Regions from separate parts of the Rattus norvegicus genome. Here region 1 is linked to region 2. A link is a contact called in public Hi-C data. All regions are on one chromosome and are shown on one strand. Each heading gives the region's core, a stretch centred on a gene start, on an enhancer-like site or on the middle of the called end of the contact. The rest is flanking DNA. Distances are from core to core; before and after follow the strand shown.

Region 1 (3,229 bases), core at 70-2,569, 99 kb before region 2:
CACACAGTAGGTATATGATAAATGACACCCACTATGCAACATAGAGTCTAGTAAGTGGCCAAAACAAAACCAGCCATATCTTGAGTCGCTACAGTGCAGGGTCATAGGACCAGACAATGATAAAAGAAGACCCCAGGATTCCGAAAGCTCGGTCAATCACTAGTCACTGCAGACTCAAGTTCTGTACCCATAAGCCTCTAGAGAACATGGTGATGACAGTCAGCGGGGTTCAAAAGTATGGCTGAGTGATCTTGAGTAAAGTCCCTCATGAGCAAAAGGAGGTTGGTGCCTGCAATGCCCGAGTCCCTCCAAATTGCCTAACTGAGCACCGAAAGTTGGAATGGAACCCACAAACAAAGCATATATGAGAAACGGGAATATCTGCAAGGCCTACTGCCTCTAACAGGGCTCCACCTCACAAGGCGAGCTGCGGAGCCAAGACTATCAGTCCCACACTAGGAGACATCAAGAGACAAGTTGACTAGCCTCTGGGACAGTGAGGTCAAAAGTTCCTTCCTCCCACAAGTAACATCACCCTGCATCTGACCGAACAAGGCCAAGGCCATACTGGCCCTAACTGCACTATTCTTTTGGCATTCTGCAAACACCGGGTTCATGAAAGCCCTCACCCTATGCTGACATCACACACATTTTATACACCAAGGCTAAGATTGTCCATAACACCTTCCCCCTTTATCCAGCCGGCTGGCAGGAGGGATCTGGAGGACCTGCACTTTGGGCCACCACAAAAGGCAATGGAACTGGGCTTTTCCCTCAGAATGACCGAACTTCCCTTTCCCGGGGGTCTGTAGCGTGGAAAATGAGAGACAGGGAAGTGAAAGACTGGCAGGAGATGGAGGGTCTCAAAGGCTCACAACTAGGTGCAGTGGGATCACACGGCTGGCCCTCTGTCACCTGGTAGCCAAGTTTGAAACCCCTGGCCTGATTCAACCCTCTCACAGCAGAAAGAGCTCAGAGCTAAGCAGAAAACAGTGAAAGAGGAGGGCGGGGAGTGCAGCGAGTTACACGCTGAGATCCTGGGTCTGGGGCAGGAGCGTTCGAATCGCTGCTCTGCACCCGGAAAGGATGGGACAGGACGCTTCGGAGGACAGGAGCCCCTCTAGGACAATCTGGACCCATCAGCCGCTGAAGGCCTGCTCCAGGATCAGGGGCACTCACGCGCTTCGAGATGAGGCGCGAAGGGGCGACAGGGCCAGCGAACAGCAAGCCCAGCACGAACAGCAAGCCCAGCACGAGCAGCAGCGGTACACGACGCATGGCGACGGTCCTCGAGGTCGGTCTAGGCACGGCGACTCTCCAGTGCCTTTAAAGCCAGCAGGTCCCTATTGCAATGCCTGGCTGCGCTCAGCGCTCCGCCCCGCGGGGCAGAGATTGCAGGCCCTAGGCGGGATTTCTCCGGTCACGCCCCAAGTACCGCCCACTTCGGCCCCACCCTCAACGGCCTACTGAGGGGGCAGAGCCAGGGGAGGAAGGGGCGGAGCTAAGTGCTGAGAAAAAAAAGGCTCTGCGAAAGAGGCGGAGCCGATTGAGGGCGGAGCGAAGGGGCGAGTCTAAGGGGGCGAGAAGGGCTGAACGCGAGGGGCGGGGGCTACGTAAGGGGTGGGGCTAAAGGTGGGAGGGGCAGGGCGGAGTGCCAGGGCGGAGGAGAATGCAGAAACAGGGCTCAGCGCGCCGCCGGGCTAGGGGGCTGGGGGGTGGGGGGGAAGATAGGCAGAACTTGCTGGGCGTGGAGGGGCGAGGCGGAGCGAAGCTCTGGGGTGTGTCTAGGGAGGTTCAGTTGTTTTCCCTTTTAGGTTCTTCTCTATAGAGTCAAAGCTCCCCGACAGTTTCCTGCTTCTGTCCTCTCACATTGTAACTCCCTGGCGTCTGGTTGTTGGCATTTAACAGTATCTAAAACGCTGCCAGGCCCCCTGAGGCTTTTAGTCCTAAGGAAGCACCTGCGCCTGAGGATGATGGGGGTGGTGGCGCCTATCGCCGGCCGGAGTCTGTTTAGACACCAAAGTTCATTTTCCAAGGTACAAACAAAATACCAGGAATGTCGACAGAAAGAGCATATACACTATCAGCGTGATAGCCCGAGGAGTTCGAGACCTCCACTCAGGCCAAACTGGGCTTCATCGCTGAAAAAGAATTTTAGGACCTATGGAGAAGCATAGTTGGTGATTTTAAAACACACTGGAAAGTAGATTTGTGGCCTTCTCAAAGACTCAATTTCTCTAGTTCTCATTCTGTCTACAAGATTTTGAAAGCCCATTGCTTCACGGGTTTCTGGGAACCCCATCTCTGTTTCTTTATTCGATCATTAAAGTTATGGATTGGCTCCAAAGGTGCTTTGGACAGTGTTTCAAGCTGGTTAGCTAAAACTAGAAACCAGTGAACTTAGACAGGAGCCTGAGTACATGTGCTTCTTGGTAAATGGAATTTCTAGTAAGATTGCTAGAAAACTGTAAACAACTGGGAATGTGGGAAGCCTTAAGTAATATTTAATTGTGCTGGGATTCTTGCTTTTCTGCTCCAACTAGATTCCAGTTGAAGGGGCTCCTTTTTCTTTATCTCCCTTGAATTTTTCCTTATCTTCCTTCTGTAGGAAATAAATCATGGGGCTAGAGAGATGGCTCTGCAGATAGGAGCATTGATTGCTCTTCCAGAGGTCCTGAGTTCAATTCCCAGCAACCACATAGTGGCTTCACAAGCATCTGTAATGGGTCTGATGTCCTCTTCTGGCGTGTCTGAAGACAGCTACAGTGTACTCACATACATAAAATAAATTTAAAAATCTTTTTTTAAAAATAGAAAAGAAAAAAGAAATAAATCACTATGGTGTGTCTTGAGTCAGGGCTACACTTAGAACCTGTCAGAGTTACAGATTAGGCAGGAGGTTCGAGGAACCTCTCTCCCCTTAGCAGGTGGCTGTCACCTGTTGAAAACTGTAACCATTGGAGGGTTGTGGGCAGTCCTCTGAGCTACATGGAGCAGTCTCAAGCCCCAAGATGGTCCTTAGATAAGGCTGTGTCCTAAACCAATAGGATAAACAACTTGGGGAGGTGCTGTGCTAAAAGAACAAATTATGAGGGAGAAAGGGAAGGAACTTCTCAGTATCAGGACTTTAAAACCACTGTCTTAACCAGTTCAACAACCCAGCTATTTTTGCTTTTTCTCTATGTCCCTTTCTGTAGAATTTTTTGCTTTTCTTTTTCTTTTTTTTTAA
Region 2 (3,637 bases), core at 1,018-3,517:
CTATGGCTGAGGTCCTCTTTTCTCCTCTCTTTCCCTAGAATGATACCTCTGGTGAATACAAGAAGGCTTTGCTGAAGCTATGTGGAGGGGACGATGAGTAAGTGGCTTCCGGGCCCCAGGATGGAAAGACGGCCTGACTCTTCTGGTGTCTGTCCCAGTGGACGAGTGGATTGCATGAGCCTGGGTCTCCTTCGAGGCTGGAATGCCGGATGGGGGGAAGCGGCCCTCGGTATTCCAATCTCTGCTCTCGGGGACTGTGTGTCTGAGCAAGTGTGGCTACTGTGTGTGGAACTCTTTACTCTGTGAACTTGGAAGTTGGACTAGGGACTAGAGTTCAGGGTACTTAAGCTGGGCATGGTGGCACACACCAGAGCCAAGCAGATTTCTGTGAGTCCAGACTGGTCCACCTAACAAATCCCAGACTAGCCAGAACTGAGTCGTGAGACCCTGTCTCAAAAATTGAAAGGGGAAGGAGCCAGGAGAAGTCTGGAAAACTTATCTCTAAGAAAGCCTAAGGATGAGAATTGGCCCACTCCTCCCCGTGACTGCCATGCCGTTCTGTGGAGAGCTTGGGAAAGAAAGGAGGTGGCAGGTGAGATACAGGGACCCTTCCGGGAATATTAAACTAGGTGACTATGCCATGACACAGCCAAATTTATACAGAGGACATTGCAGGTTCTTAGACTCCCTTCTCCAGGGCTCAAAGGCCAGTTAAAGAAGGGACAAAAGAGCTTCCCATTGACTACGCTTACTGCCAGAGGCCAGAAATCTCACCACACACACTGGCCTCTCACATGTCCAGGTGGCCTTGCAAAAAGTGGTAAAAGAATGAAGCAGCCATATCCCGCCCTTGTCTTATTTGAAACGGGATTTGGACAGGAGTCACCCATGCTGTAAGGAACAAAGGAGAGGTTGAGGGACTGTCTTTCTTGGTCCTGGACCAACAAGGCTGCTAGGGAAAGCCCTGCATAGATTGGAGGGAGCTTAACAGAAGACAAGAATCATAGCACTAGGAGCTGGAGAGATGGCTCAGAGGTTAAGAGCACTGACTGCTCTTCCAGAGGTCCTGAGTTCAAATCCCAACAACCACATGGTGGCTCACAACCATCTGTAATGGGATCCAATGCTTCTGGTGTGTCTGAGGACAGCGACAGTGTACTCATAAATAAATAAATCCTTTAAAAAAAAAAAAAGAATCATAGCAGTAGAAGGTCCTCAGACAAACTCATGGTACAGAAGAAACAAAGCCAGACAGGTGTGTGGTGGTGGTGGGGTATGTGTTACGGTACACGAATTGGGGTGCACATTGTTGCCTTACCAAGTGTTCCTGTTTGTCTTTATGTTAGAATGTGTGTTGATGTCTCACCCTGTTTGGAGTGTGTGTGTGTGTGTGTGTGTGTGTGTGTGTGTGTGTGTGTGTGTGTGGTGTGTGTGTGTTGGCTACTGTATGTGTGTATTCAGCATAAGAGTGTGCTCAAGCGTGGGGTGTAGCCCATGATGACATTCCCTTCCCTCCCGTCCTTTCCCGAACCCCTCCGTTCCAGTGCCGCTGGCCAGTTCTTCCCGGAGGCAGCACAGGTGGCCTATCAGATGTGGGAACTTAGTGCAGTGTCCCGAGTCGAGGTCAGACCCTCCCCACTTCCTGCTTGACCTCCTAATCACTGGCTTCCCCTTCTGCTTGCATCTTTCCGCTGTGCTGGTTGGCCCCCAGCTGCCCTCTGGTGGCCAACTGGAGCTGAGGCGTCTTACATCTGAAGCTTCCACATCCCTGCACTGGTTCTAACAGCCCAGGGAGTGTTCTGCCTGCTCTCTACTAACAAGGCTTCCTCCAGTGAGCCCTGACTGGTTCCATGAGGACCTCTGCATCCTGGGCCTGGCAGCTGGGCTTTGCACACTGAGAGCAGAGAGGGCACCCCTGCTACTGTTTACTGCGTTACTGCAGGATTCAGGGGTTTATTCCTGAGCACTGTCATGCCTGGGGAGTCCACACAGGACAGGACCAAAGGTTTCACAGAGGCTCCTGGCAAACTACTCTAGATACTGCTGGGTCCTCACCTTCCCCCTCGGCCTCTATGTCTGAACCTTTCAAATGAGGCGGTTAGACGTGGCAGTCCTGGTTGGTCTAAGGCTCTTGAGCTCTGAAGTTCTATTCTACCCTAAATTCGAAGGCAAAGGCTGGCACTGCGGGAGGTCTCAGGTTATATGAGGAATGAGCTGGGCTTGGCCAATGGAAGCGCCTCCCACAGTGTTGAGTAAAACCCAGTTCCACCAGCCTTTCCGATAAGTGAGGATAAATGGGCTTGTCGCCACGTCTGTGCTCCACGAGGTGCCTGCCCTCTTACACAGAGAGCCCAGGGAGCTGGCCAAAAGTTCAGTGCCTTTGGCAAGCCATGGCCTCTTAAATTTGGTGACCTTTAACTTAAGTGGGGGCTGGCATTACGTTCATTTTTATGAACGATCATCTGTTAATGACATAGGATAATTTTTTTTCTAACTTGTGGTAGTATATAAAGTATAAAATTATTTTTATTGCAAAGCTAGGGAGATAGCTCAATAGCTTTTGATTTAATTGCCAACGCTGGCGGGGGGGGGATTCACCTATTTCTTAAATTGATAAGTATTTCTTAAATGTCTGTTATATGTCAGGGACCTGTTAGCACAAGAGGATATATAAATATATACAGAAGGTTAGGCACGGTGGTGCCTGGTTTTAAACCCAGCACTCAGGAGGCAGAGGCAGACAGAGCTCAATAAGTTCGAGCCCAGCTGGTTAAGGGCACTGACTGCTCTTCCAGAGGTCCTGAGTTCAATTCCCAGCAACCACATACATGGTGGCTCACAACCATCTGTAGTGGGATCCTTGTGCCCTCTTCTGGTGTACAGGCATATATTCAGGCAGGACACCATGCATATATAATAAACAAATAAATCTTTAAGAAATTATTGCCTTTTATGAGTATTTAAATGCACTTCAAAATAGATCTATCAGAAGGTGTTGCTCAGAATGGCAAGCATCCCTCTCCTGACTACTCTAAAGAAAGTTGTTTAAGCAAAGGTTGGTCATGATGACGGCCTTTCATCCCAGCATTCAAGGAGGCAGAGGCAGGCAGATCTCTGGGCTTGAGGCTACCCTGGTCCACATAGTGAGTCCCAGGCCAGATAGAGTGACACGGTGAGACCCCTCTCTCCAAACAGAATAAAATAACTGCAAAACCCCAAATTCACTTAAGCAAAATTAAAAAGAAATGGCAGATATGGAGAGAGCAGCATGGACGTCATTGGGTCAGGACTGAAAAACCACTTCTGCTTCTGAGTCTTTTGGCCTCCTTACAGGGAGCCATGGCTACACCAGGCATCGGGGCCCTGGGGCAGGGTGGGTGGGGCTGAGAGGCCCCAGGGGAATGTTCAGCCTTAGGAGCTGGGACAGAGCCAAGTCTGATTGCAGAGGCTGTCCCTTCCCTGTCCAGCACTCACCTGTCCCCAGGCCTGAGACTCTCTGCTCTCTCAGCCCTGGGTGGGCTTTGTCTGCTGTGCCTCCTTCCCCAGGCTGCTTGGGACTCAGTCTGGAAAGCCCTTGGCACTCTGCATGCTCCTGTCTGGACCTGGCTCCCCACGGGTCTCCATTCACCTGCTGAGC

Evidence for each region. Hi-C and Micro-C count contacts between places; a contact is called where the count stands out from the background.
Region 1: a Hi-C map of liver shows a contact between it and region 2, with 2.8 times the contacts expected there. The contact joins the promoter of Gm2a here to the enhancer-like site in region 2. A contact is called at or near these places in 7 of 12 Hi-C or Micro-C datasets (the A7r5 cell line, Schwann cells, frontal cortex and 4 more).

What each region holds. Positions count from the first base shown.
Region 1 is chr10:39,718,009-39,721,237 of GRCr8, reverse strand. It overlaps Gm2a (ganglioside GM2 activator), which reads right to left and starts at 1,319. Exons shown (of 4, transcript NM_172335.2): 1 at 1,180-1,319. The coding sequence starts at 1,278.
Region 2 is chr10:39,619,666-39,623,302 of GRCr8, reverse strand. It overlaps Anxa6 (annexin A6), which reads left to right. Exons shown (of 26, transcript NM_024156.2): 13 at 39-97; 14 at 1,545-1,623. Among named protein-coding and RNA genes, the nearest start is that of Anxa6, 36 kb to the left of the region's middle. Within about 2 kb of position 2,267, at least 3 of the 93 cell types and tissues checked have an H3K27ac peak or open chromatin away from gene starts, as enhancers often do. A contact at or near this core is called in liver, where this site is marked.